4 separate regions of the Mus musculus genome follow, and all the other regions are linked to region 3. Evidence: chromatin contacts called from public HiChIP or PLAC-seq data. All regions are on one chromosome and are shown on one strand. Each heading gives the region's core, a stretch centred on a gene start, on an enhancer-like site or on the middle of the called end of the contact. The rest is flanking DNA. Distances are from core to core; before and after follow the strand shown. Region 1 holds the start of Hif1a (hypoxia inducible factor 1, alpha subunit). Region 2 holds the start of Snapc1 (small nuclear RNA activating complex, polypeptide 1). Region 3 overlaps Prkch (protein kinase C, eta). Region 4 has its middle 20 kb from the start of Hif1a.

Region 1 (2,759 bases), core at 137-2,636, 150 kb after region 3:
TGCATGCTAGACCACTCCTCTACTACCGAGCTAAATCTCCAGCTGTAATCATATCTTTATGAGTATTGAGTTGCTTCATGCATTGTTTATTGTCTTATTAGACCTGGACATTATGTGTATTTCTAGAGGGCATTGTTTTTGGATTTGAATGCAATTTAAATGTACCATAGATATCTACATTATTATACAACCCAAAGTTAGATTGTAACAATGTACTAACAAGGCAAAGAAGAGATACTAAACAGTCTAGTGTCAGGTCAGTTTCAGAGACCCCAGATTCAGACTCAGTTGTGTCTATAACACGTGTGTGTGTGTGTGTGTGTGTGTGTGTGTGTGTGTGTACACACACGGGCACGAAGTGTTCCTTTGTTGGGCTTGGAATACTTTTAAAACAAACACACACCATACCCACAGACCTAACATTTATGCTTCCAAAGACCGACTAAAAATGATGGCTTTAATCCATAGCTCCCAGCATAGCCGGTGAGCAGTCCTGTCAAGGTCTGTAGGTTGAAGGACTTGTTCTTCTTTCAGTCTAAACAGTGAACTAAACTCAGTCTGAAACAATTCTTGCACCTTTTCTGCATCCATTTAAGATGATCTTTGTCAGTTTTTAAAGCAACATGAAAGCAAAATAAGTCTATTCAATGCCTTTTCCTGTCTTGTCAAATTCAGGCTTGTGCTCTCACTTATTGAAGCTGTTGTTTATTTGTAAATGCTTAAGATAGTTTATTTTTAAATGGCCCTGCAACTTCCCTCCCCTTGAGAGGTTTGGCAAGACGGATTTGTTTTATATTTTTATCTGCATTTGCTCAGTAGTCAAACTTTGGCCCAGAAAATCTTAATCACTTGGAGACTTCCCTTGTTGTGTAGCAAAGAGCGGAGACTGGAGACTGAGTGGTGTCGGTCACCTGGGAAGGAGGGACCCCACTCTAACATCAGGGGGGCTGGCTGCCAGAACGCAAAGTTGGCTTTTTTTTTTTCAACTGGAAACTCGGGCGGGATGGGCGGCGACCGGGTCCAGCCACGCAGCTAAGGAGTAAGCGAGCCTCAGAGAACTCTATAGAGAGCCGGGGCGGTGCGAGCCAGGCTCGGACCCAAGCTTGGCAGCCCACTCGCTCCAGCAGCGCCTCCCAAAGCCAGACGCAGCTTTCCATTGAAGGTGCAGAGACCCCCCCACCCCCAGACCTGGGCTCAGCCGCACCCGTCGCTCGCCCCTTTTTCTTCCCTCCCTAGCTGCACACAGACAAGCACGTGAGCGGGGCAGCTCGTCCCAGCTGGGGCTCAGCTGACCTCCTCCTGATTGGCTGAGAGCAACGTGGGCTGGGGTGGGGCCTGGCCGCCTGCGTCCTTCACCATTGGCTCTCCGGGAACCCGCCTCCGCTCAGGTGAGGCGGGCCCGCGGGCGCGCGCGTTGGGTGCTGAGCGGGCGCGCGCACCCCTCGGCTTTTCCCTCCCCTCGCCGCGCGCCCGAGCGCGCCTCCGCCCTTGCCCGCCCCCTGCCGCTGCTTCAGCGCCTCAGTGCACAGAGCCTCCTCGGCTGAGGGGACGCGAGGACTGTCCTCGCCGCCGTCGCGGGCAGTGTCTAGCCAGGCCTTGACAAGCTAGCCGGAGGAGCGCCTAGGAACCCGAGCCGGAGCTCAGCGAGCGCAGCCTGCAGCTCCCGCCTCGCCGTCCCGGGGGGCGTCCCGCCTCCCACCCCGCCTCTGGACTTGTCTCTTTCTCCGCGCGCGCGGACAGAGCCGGCGTTTAGGCCCGAGCGAGCCCGGGGGCCGCCGGCCGGGAAGACAACGCGGGCACCGATTCGCCATGGAGGGCGCCGGCGGCGAGAACGAGAAGAAAAAGTAAGCCGGGCCGCCGCGTTCCGTGGACTGGCTTTTTTTTTTTTTTTTTTTTTGTCTCCGCTCCCCTTCCGTCCCCCCCAGCCTCACGCGCCGGGCTCCCCCGCGGTCCACGTCGCCATCTTGGCGCTGGGGGTGGGAGTCGCGGGCCCTGCGCTCGGCGGGGCTGGGGTCTCCGCCCCGGACACCCGCCCCGCGCCGTCGCAGCCCAGCCTGCCCCGCGCGCCCATCCGGCCGAGCCGGCCAGGGCCGAGTACGCCTCTAGCTCCCGCGCCTTCCCTCCCCGTCCTCCGCGTTAGCCGCGAGCAGCGGGCCCCGGGCGGACCCTGTGCGCGCTGCCAGCTTCCTGGGGTCGAGGCCCTCCGAGGCCGACCCGGGGCTCCCCCGAGCCGCCTCGCTGCGCCGCGGCCGCCGTTGCCTTTGTAGGTTAGGGAGTTTCTTCTGGGGGCCCGAAGACGCTAACTTTCTAGTTTGCACGTGCGGGTTTGGTTGTAATCTGGAAAAACTTGCCTCCATCAGAGTAACGGGAATTTAGGAAAATGGCATCATTGTAAACAACTTCCAATTTCTACAAACTTGTGTTTGCATCACCTGTCAGGAGAGCCCAGACGTTATGTATCAATATGTGGCTGCCTCGTTCACTCCTGAAAATAACTTACGGATAGTTTTGGTTAAATTTAGGCCGGTAATTTCATGGAGTGGGGGCTATATATGATGAAAGCCGTCGGTTAAAATACTGAAAATTTATTGGAACACCTGAAAAGAATTGTTTCCAAAAACCATACATCTGAAGTGTGAAATCTTCCATGAGAATTCAGTGTAAGTTTATGAAACATCTTGTGGTTTGAGTCTAAGGAGAACATTTTAGAATTGAGTACAGCTAGTGGTGGTAAGATCGACCCCTGCCGCCAGCACACA
Region 2 (2,818 bases), core at 63-2,562, 210 kb after region 3:
GAGGAAGGCGGATTTCTGAGTTCGAGGCCAGCCTGGTCTACAAAGTGAGTTCCAGGACAGCCAAGGCTATACAGAGAAACCCTGTCTCAAAAAAACAAAAAAAAACCCAAAACAAACCAAAAAACCCACTACAACTAAAATATATGTATACACACTGGACATCAACTTCTGGCCTCCACATGGGCCAGGAGGTGTGTTCATGAAAACACACACACACACACACACAAACAAACCATTACAAACAATAAAATAAATGCATCCATACAAGCACATCCCAGAATACCTTTTCTAAAGATTAGTGTGCCTTCAAAACAGAAATACAGTTCAAATACAGAATGCTAACCCGTAACAAGCCCCTGGGAGAAGCTAAAAAGTGGGATTTCTAGAGAGCTACTTTAGCCAAACAGTATATCAGACAGTGTGCTAGATTGTCAGAGGCAACAACGGTAGGAAACAGCAACTGCTGCCCAGAGTGGTTGCATATTACTTGGAGAGCCACAAATTAATCACTCAAGTAAGCATAGACTGTAGGGGATCTTGGCAATGAGGAAGAACCACGGGAGTTCCTTCCCTAACAAGTTCTCTTTAGATCATCTTCCCACGTGGAGGGAGGTTAGGGTGGTTGCTACTGTAGAGTCACTTTAAAGAAGACTGGCAGGCTAAGTGTAGTTTACATAAGTCAGGAGGCAATGAAGACCTCAAATCCTTTTGGGGGCTGTTAGTTGAGGCAGAGGCAGGCGGATTTCTGAGTTTTAGGCCAGCCTGATCTACAGAATGAGTTTCAGGACAGCCAGGGATATACAGAAAACCCTTTCTCGGAAAAAAAAAAAAAAAGAAGAAAGAAAGAAAGAGAGAGAGAGAGAGAGGGAGGGAGGGAGGGAGGGAGGGAGGGAGGGAGAGAGAGAGAGAGAGAGAGAGAGAGAGAGAGAGAGAGAGAGAGAGAGAGAGAGAGAGAGAAATCGAGTCTTCATGTCCTATTGATTAATAGTTAGCAGGCACTACTATTGTTTTATCTACCTACTTATCTAATTTGAAGGTCTTATTTATTTATTTATTTAGAGGGTCTCTCTATGTAGACCTGAAACTCGCTGCATACACCGGACAGGCTTGTAAATCACAGAAATCCTCCTGTCTCTGCCTCTCAAGCACTGAAATTAAAGGCGTGTATCACACCAAGTTCGGCTTCCTAGACTAAAATCACCTTGCATTTACGCACGCGCAAGAAGCGCCACAGGCGCCAGGTAAGACCCGGATGAAGGCGGGGCTTGAGGTCCCGGATAGTACGTCACGGAGTGCGCGTACGTGATGTGACGTGACTGGGGCGGTGCTACAGGGCCTTCTGGGCATTGGGGAAGCCGGGTCCGGGAGAGAGTGAGCATGGGGACTCCTGCGGGCGCCGGGACCCGTCCCACGGGCGCTGGAACTGTTGAAGGCGTGGGGATCCCTCCGGGCCTGCAGACTGACTACGAGACGCTGCTCAGCCGCTTCCAAGAGATGGACAGCGTGCGCTTCGAGGACTTCACGGAGCTCTGGCGCAGCATGAAGTTCGCGACCATCTTCTGGTGGGTGTGCCTCGTCCTCCTACCCTGTCTCTCCTGTGGGGAACGCAGCCTGCATCCCCGACCTCCGCCTTGGCGGTTTCCGTGGGTCGCCCTTGCACTCTGCTGGCTCGGCCCTCTGCATCTCCACCGCCTCCATCCGAGGCCAAACCTCCTCCAATCTTGATTGCCGAATGAATCCGCGGTTAGAAACAAAGTATTCCCACCGACACAGGGTCCTCTACGAACGAATTCATTTAGCATGCAACAACTGACGTTGCAAGTGCAGGTTTGAATCTCTGTGTATCGCCTTTAGTTGGATAAAGCCTAGATTCAAGCCAGTAGCTGCCTTTACCTCTGTCCCCAGCCTCATCTCCAGTGCCCACACCTTGCACTCACTCTCTTGGCTCGAGTTGCTTTTGGTACTCCACTGGCGTTTCCTAGCCTGGGAATTTTCCATCTCCTTTTGCTTGTCCACTTCGTCAGTCATTTTTGAACCCAAATGACAGTTCTTTAGGGAATTCTTTTGGCCTTCGGGACTAAGTGAGAGGCTCGAGTTCTGTCTACCCCCAGCACGAAGGGCTTATCTCACCGTCTAGAGTATATTTCATAATTAGAGACGCAGTCTTGGATAACGGTGAAGAGTGGAGATGATGGGTCTTGGGCATCAGGATTTGAATACAGCTCTCCAGTCCCCCTCCCCCAGATCTGAGACAACCCTTTTTGTCTGTAAACTAGATCATGATAGTGTGGGAATTAAATGAATCAATATATTAGCTGGTTCGACGTGTGAAATTAATGTTCAGAGTTATTACTACTCTTTGATTTCTCCCTTAGACTGAACTTAGTGAGAACAGCCATGTGATTAATGTGGTATTCCTTACTTGTTTTTGAGACTTGCCCTCATTGTGTGTAGCTTTGGCTGGCCTGAAACTTGCCGTTATACCAGACTGGCCTTGAGATCTGCCTGACTCTTCCTTCTAAGGTCAGGCATTCACCACCTTGCCCACGTTTGAATACGGTGTTTGTATTAATTACCATACCATATAAATTCTTGAAAAGGGTAAATGATTGAATGGAATCTTAATAGATCTTTTGTTGAATAAAATAGAACTTTTTATATTATTGATTTAGACTATTATGTAGATTGTCAGTTATTACAAATTAAGGTGTAAATTACTACAGGTGATGAAATTAACCTGCTCTGGGGCAGCACTCCTCTAAGCCCAGAATGTGGGGAGAATGCCCAGAATGTGGGGAGAATGCCCAGAATGTGGGGA
Region 3 (2,817 bases), core at 14-2,513:
ATTAAATACCAGTGCTCAGTGAGCTAATGACTGGTGAGCTGGCATTGTGTTTGGCATCTTAGGATCTCAGCCTCTGTCCTGTGTGAACTTGTAATCTTCATCAGGTAGCCGTGTTGTGTTTGGCTGTTGTGTTATAGGCCGGCTTATGAAGCAGAGGAAAAACTCCAGAGCCAAAACCTGGCCTCTGCAGTTTGTAATCGCAAGTCAGAGAGCATAGGATGGTAGCTTTTACATTTGGTCCTCTCATGGTTTACCCTCCCCTGGTGTGGATACTGGCCATGGTGGTTTGTTTGTCTGCTTTCTTATGCTCAACTCTTCCTTCTCGATGGGAGCCAGCGGAGAGACAATGGCTTTGCTTGGCCCTCCTGGCCCTGAGATTCCCCTTCCAGATCAATTTCCTTTCTCTGGTTTCAAAGAGAAGAATTTGAACTTGCGTTTCAGGTTTCTTATTTTCCCTCTGGACTTTGTGTCAAGGTGTGTGATACACGGCCGTGTAGCTGGTTCACGTCAGAACAAGGGTCTCAGTGAATTCTGTGGAACATCTTTCCTTCTTCTAAAAATAAGTCAGACTCTGAGTTGTTCAGGACCGCCAGCATTAGGCATCTGAAGTCTCCGTTTCTCTCTTGGGTACCTGCTGTCAAGACTGAACTAAACCTGGAAAGGAATAAGGTGCAGGCCTTGCAAAAGAAAAGGAAGGTGCATGCCAGAGCCTTCTAGAAGCCAGTGTAGGGGTGCTACCATGAAAGTCTGAACTGAGTATTCTAAAGGCAGAGTCAACATGAGTGTGCCTGCTTTAGGGTACCAAGGCAGACTTCCTAGTGGAGGCATGAGATGTTTAAGCTCAAGGCAGAGCTGATAGCCTGATTTTATATTATGCTACTAATTGAATGGTCTTGGAATCCCAGTGTGAGATTTTTTTTTTTGAGTTATTAGCATATAGAAAGCCACTCCAGCCTTTTTTTTTTTTTTCCAGGACACACACTGTCCTGAGAAGGCCTAAAATTAGACTGAAAAATCAAGTTCAAGCTGTGTAACGTGCCTCTGTGGCCTCAGGCATCGTATGACCAGAATGAGTCATGTCCCCTGTGCTGCTCAGGTGTGCCGCCCAAGAGCTGTCCCAAGACTCTGCCGTGCAGAGGAGATTGCCATAGAGGGCTGGCAAACTGATGACCTAGCACTTTTCTCTCCTTAAACAATCCTGCTGCCCATGACAGCTGCTGAGTAATGAGCAAGAAGCCTCCTACCTGGGGTATTAGTCACTTGCCCTTTTGAGCAATCAGCGAGACTGGAAAGACCGTTGCGGGGCTCTGTCAGCACTTGTTGCTGTTGCCCAAGATCCTTTCTGAGACTTGGGCAGGCATAACGGCTTCACCAAAGTTCAGAAACCCAATAACCTTGTTTGGAAATGTAAGAGTGTTCTGAGCTCAGGCCCACACAGGCCCGCACTGCTGGGATGTGGCATGGTATGGATAAGGCCGGCCCTGCAGGCCAGTTCCTGTAGTCTTGCTGACTCCTGTACTGACACCCTCTCAGATCTCTTGTCAGCCAGTAGATGCTTTCCCTAGAATTTCATCATGGATCCCACAGGAGCCAGGTGACAGGTATTAGAGGGGCCTCCTGTGCCAGAAACCACTGTGGACCATGGCCTTCTTGTGTGACAAAATTACATCAGCCCTCACTCCCCATAGCCCATAGTGCTCCTGGGAGTCCAGTATGCAGTTTTTGTGCTCATGTCTCAGGAATTGGGGGACCAGGAGGAGGTGGCATTCATAATCACAACCCACTAAAAACAGTGGCTTCTGTGGAAGGAGATTGCTAGGTGGAACAGGCTTAGAGACAGAGGAAGCTCATCTTTCTAAGTGGCACAAGGTACTCCGCATACCTGGGTCTCATGCCCCTGACCTTGGAGACAGCCGTCAAGAACCCAGGAGCAGAAGGAAGGCCTGTGCCAAGAAAGTTCTACTACACTGCCCACAAAGCATTCTTGGAAAATGGGCCTTCATTTTTCATTTCTGGGCAATATCCAGTAACCACTGTTGTAAGACATAACAGCTTCGTTGTAAGGTGTAACAACGGGTTGTGCCAACTCACAGGGAACAAACCACAGGTGGCTGTGGCAGTTCTGTATTCTCCTCCCTCCTCAACCACAACACGATCTGAGCTGGACAGAAACCAGCCTTTCCCTTGGTCCTCACAGCCCAGTGGACTTTTGTACTCAGACCAAGGATAGGGAAACAGAGCCATGCATTTTGACTAGCGATTAGCGTTATATACTTACAGACACTACCATAAGGGGAGCTTCTAGGCTCCCAACCAAGTGGCCCAAAGCTAGAGAAGTTGCTCTAATTGGCAGTTAGCTACCTATCTCCAGCTGTTGGGAATCTCCAGGTCACCCAGCATCCCCACGTAATATGCTACCTTCTTCCTATGATGGAACTGTGGTTTGCCTCTGAGCACATCATTCCCTTAAAAACTGAAGTAGACATCTCCTGCATGCTCTCGGCTATGCCTGGGTGGGTGGAGCCTGTGATGATTGATAGGACTCCTTCCCACCCTGAGCTCATTTCAGCCTTCCTTGGTAACAGTGTCCAGGCTGTGGCTAGTGATTGGCAGCTGGATGTTAGAGCCCATACCAGAAGTTGTGTTAGAACACTATTGCCTTTGGCGTGCTGATAACCGTTGTCAATCAGCAGGTGAGATGCAGATGAGATATGTGTGTCTGACTATACTAAAGTGGTTTTTTTTTTTGTTTGTTTGTTTGGTTTGGTTTGGTTTTGCCAAACAATCCACTTCCTTCCAGTAACTTCTCTAAGATGT
Region 4 (2,969 bases), core at 227-2,726, 130 kb after region 3:
CAAGTCTGGACTTGAGTGCTTTCTCTGTGTCCCCGTGCATGCTTCTTTTGTGAGCTAATTGTGCCTTATTATAACTGCGTTTACTGTCTCATTCCCAAAGTGGCATATAAATTTCCTGAGGACAAGAGCCCTATTTTATTCAGAACATGTTAATTACCTAGTACATTCTGCGCATATCATACCTTCCAACCCTTTGTTAATTCAATTAACTCCTAAGTGCACAATGTTATGGGGGATGCCCTTATAGGATGCCTCACCCAGACCCAAGAGGCGGTAAAGTGGTTGGGACTCAGGTTGGAGAAGACTTCTCTGAGAAGGTACTATCTAAACCATATTGGGATGGCTACAGTGGAGACGGTGTTGGAGTTTAGGAGGTGGGGGAGAAGGAAGGGGAGGAGGCTTGATGGTTACCAGTGGGGCGGGGCAGATGATAAAGTCCAAACATGGGAGCCGAGATTAGTGCTGGGGGGCAGGGAAGGCATCTCTTGCTAGGCAGAGAGAGATAAGGAGAGGAGCAGCTGCCGCTGGCTTTGTCGAGGGGGTTGCAGGGACGTCCCGCAAGTTCTTCTCCAAACACCTCAAGTTTTGGTGTGAAGGGTTGGCATTCGTGGCTGCTGAAAGGGATGGGGAAAGATGAAAGCCTAAGCAGCCACTAAGAGGTCTGGAACCACCCAGGCAATATTACTTCTATCCATACCGAAAATGTTGACCAAGTTTCTGGGAATTCGAAAACTAGAAGGTAGAAAAACAAGTAACGCTATACTGAACATAAGTTAATCTTTTTAAAATTTCTAATTTTGTGGGGAGGGGCTCCTCAAATGATGGTGAGATTGTCTCCTGATACATCCACTGTAATTGGAAACGCCACACATTGTTAAGGATGCTGAATACATACAACCAACTATGCACCATACCGTAGCACCATAGCGGCACGGTACACTGGAGCCTGTTGGTTATTCTTCTCATGAGCAGGGGACTATTTGGCGGTTGTGATTTGATGTTGCTACTCAGTCTTACAGGAGAGACGTGTGTGACAAACCACCAGCCTGGCAAAGGTCAAAATCCTCAGTGGGGTTTCTGTTGAATATGTACTACTTTAAAAAAAAAACAAAAGGATTTATTAACTTTATCTTATGTGTGTGACTATTTGGCCTACATCTTTGTGTGTGCACCACATGCATGCCTGATGCCCACCAGGGTCATAAGAAGGAGTTAGATCCCTCAGAACTGAAGTTACAGATGGATGTAAGCTACCACGTCAGTGCTGGGAATTGAACCTGGGTCCTCTGTAATACCAGACAGTTCTCCTAACCACGAGCCATCTTTTAGGCCTGGAATATGTATTGCTTTTACACATTTTTACTTTGTAAAAGCAAAAGGCTGCTAGGTCAAGTCATTGTAAGTCATAGCTATACTTACAAATATCAGCAAGGTGACGTCATCACCCCGAAAGCATGAAAGGAGGACAGAAAGTTCTGGTTGTGGAAGCTTCTGGGGGAAAGAGTCATACCACTCCTCTGTAAGCAAATAACATCCTGTATACCAGGAAAAAAAAACCCAACTTTTCTCCTACATCGCTTTCAGCAATCTACTTCTGACATCAGACATGTAGGAAGAACAACTTGCTTTTCTTCTTCTCTATATTCACACTCAACACGAAACACATTTGTGGCCAAAATGGATGAGAATTTACCCATGCCAGCCAGATTTTGGCCACTAGTTAGGAATTCTACACTCGACGCTGACACCATGTGACAGCATCAGACACCAGAGGTGAAGGGTTCAACCTCACAAGACTGCTTGCTCCCTGTTTCATCCACAACAGTCCCCAGATTGCTTCTGTGCCAACAACCTCTCAGAGGTTCCCACAACTCCCTCCTTACATTCAACAATTTGTTGGAGTGGCCAACAGAACCCAGGAAATGGTTTATTTACTATTACTCACTTAGTACAACAGATTTTTTTTTTAAGTACTACACATGACCAGCCAGATGAAGAGGTTCGGTAAAGCAAGGTTCAGAAGAGTCCCAAGGCAGGGGCTTCTGTTTCTTTGGATCTGATGTGTGGTGCCCTCCTGGAACATGGACATCTTTACCAACAGGGAAGCTCTTTCAACTTCACACTTTAGGAACTTAATAGAGGCTTGCCATCAGCAGGATCAACTATTAACTCAGCCTGTAACTCTTCTTGCCTTCTTGGAGGATGGGGCAGAAGTTGGCAGAACATCCTCAACTTCTAATCCTGCATGATATTTCTTTGGACCAATGACAAGAGTCACTTTGTAGGAATGCAAGATGCTCTTATCCAGGAGATCCCAGGAAATGGGTGGATCTGTGTCAGAAACCAGGCTCAGAGGCAGAATATTAGAACAAAAGAGCCACCAAGTACCCCAATCACTCAGGAAATTACAAGGATTTCAGGAGCTCTGTGGCAGGAACCAGGTCAGAGACCAAGTATATATTTTTATTTAACCCCACTCATTGTTTACAGATAAGAATCTGGAGTTCCTATGATGATGACTCCAGAGCCTGACCTGAAAAGAAAGGTTTCGGCCACAGTCGAGTGGATCTTAATTTTTATGATTAGCATGCAAGAGACTTTTGGTAGGCCTAAGTAGTGTGCTAGAGGTTCTGGCCTCAAAGTAGTGTTTTTGAGGATGTTCTTGTGAGAGGTATTCAAATAATTTTTTTTTTAATTTACAGAGCTTCTACATACAAAGCCATTAAATCCCCCAGGGCTAAGAATTCATTGCAGTCGGTACACACACACACACACACACACACACACACACACACACACTCCAATCCTGAACCACAGAGGCTTGAATTCAGGTCAATCTCTTCTATAAGTCAAGTTCTTCAGGATGGATAATTATGAAATAAAGTTAAAAGTCTCACTTTATAAAAATGAGTAGTAACAATGTATTAAAATGTATTTTTTTTAAACATTAAGACCAGCATAACTTCAGA

What was found. HiChIP or PLAC-seq counts read pairs in DNA pulled down with a chosen protein or histone mark.
Region 1: a contact with region 3 is called in an H3K4me3 HiChIP or PLAC-seq map of neural progenitor cells, with 5 times the contacts expected there. The contact joins the promoter of Hif1a here to the enhancer-like site in region 3. A contact is called at or near these places in 12 of 39 promoter capture datasets (3T3-L1-derived adipocytes, the C10 cell line, the HPC-7 cell line and 7 more), 1 of 15 datasets of contacts at CTCF or cohesin (the NIH/3T3 cell line), 3 of 484 Hi-C or Micro-C datasets (the HL-1 cell line, granulosa cells and rod photoreceptor), 9 of 115 datasets of contacts at active chromatin or transcription factors (the 230-238 cell line, the SCID.adh cell line, acute myeloid leukemia and 6 more) and 3 of 9 other capture datasets (adipose tissue, liver and pancreatic islet).
Region 2: an H3K4me3 HiChIP or PLAC-seq map of bone marrow-derived macrophages shows a contact between it and region 3, with 2.9 times the contacts expected there. The contact joins the promoter of Snapc1 here to the enhancer-like site in region 3. A contact is called at or near these places in 5 of 39 promoter capture datasets (the 3T3-L1 cell line, cranial neural crest, liver and 2 more), 1 of 484 Hi-C or Micro-C datasets (bone marrow-derived macrophages), 9 of 115 datasets of contacts at active chromatin or transcription factors (the 230-238 cell line, Th17 cells, acute myeloid leukemia and 6 more) and 3 of 9 other capture datasets (adipose tissue, liver and pancreatic islet).
Region 4: a BATF HiChIP or PLAC-seq map of CD8 T cells shows a contact between it and region 3, with 6 read pairs. The contact joins two enhancer-like sites. A contact is called at or near these places in 2 of 39 promoter capture datasets (the C10 cell line and maxillary cranial neural crest), 2 of 484 Hi-C or Micro-C datasets (embryonic stem cells and macrophages), 2 of 115 datasets of contacts at active chromatin or transcription factors (CD8 T cells and Th17 cells) and 2 of 9 other capture datasets (adipose tissue and liver).

What each region holds. Positions count from the first base shown.
Region 1 is chr12:73,906,481-73,909,239 of GRCm38.p6, forward strand. It overlaps Hif1a (hypoxia inducible factor 1, alpha subunit), which reads left to right and starts at 1,387. Exons shown (of 15, transcript NM_010431.2): 1 at 1,387-1,844. The coding sequence starts at 1,810.
Region 2 is chr12:73,963,185-73,966,002 of GRCm38.p6, forward strand. It overlaps Snapc1 (small nuclear RNA activating complex, polypeptide 1), which reads left to right and starts at 1,313. Exons shown (of 10, transcript NM_178392.5): 1 at 1,313-1,562. The coding sequence starts at 1,378.
Region 3 is chr12:73,754,633-73,757,449 of GRCm38.p6, forward strand. All of the region lies in intron 10 of Prkch (protein kinase C, eta), which reads left to right. Among named protein-coding and RNA genes, the nearest start is that of Gm34189, 26 kb to the right of the region's middle. Within about 2 kb of position 1,264, at least 92 of the 459 cell types and tissues checked have an H3K27ac peak or open chromatin away from gene starts, as enhancers often do. A contact at or near this core is called in CD8 T cells, the HL-1 cell line, acute myeloid leukemia and 7 more, where this site is marked.
Region 4 is chr12:73,886,710-73,889,678 of GRCm38.p6, forward strand. No RefSeq gene overlaps it. Among named protein-coding and RNA genes, the nearest start is that of Hif1a, 20 kb to the right of the region's middle. Within about 2 kb of position 1,477, at least 34 of the 459 cell types and tissues checked have an H3K27ac peak or open chromatin away from gene starts, as enhancers often do. A contact at or near this core is called in CD8 T cells, where this site is marked.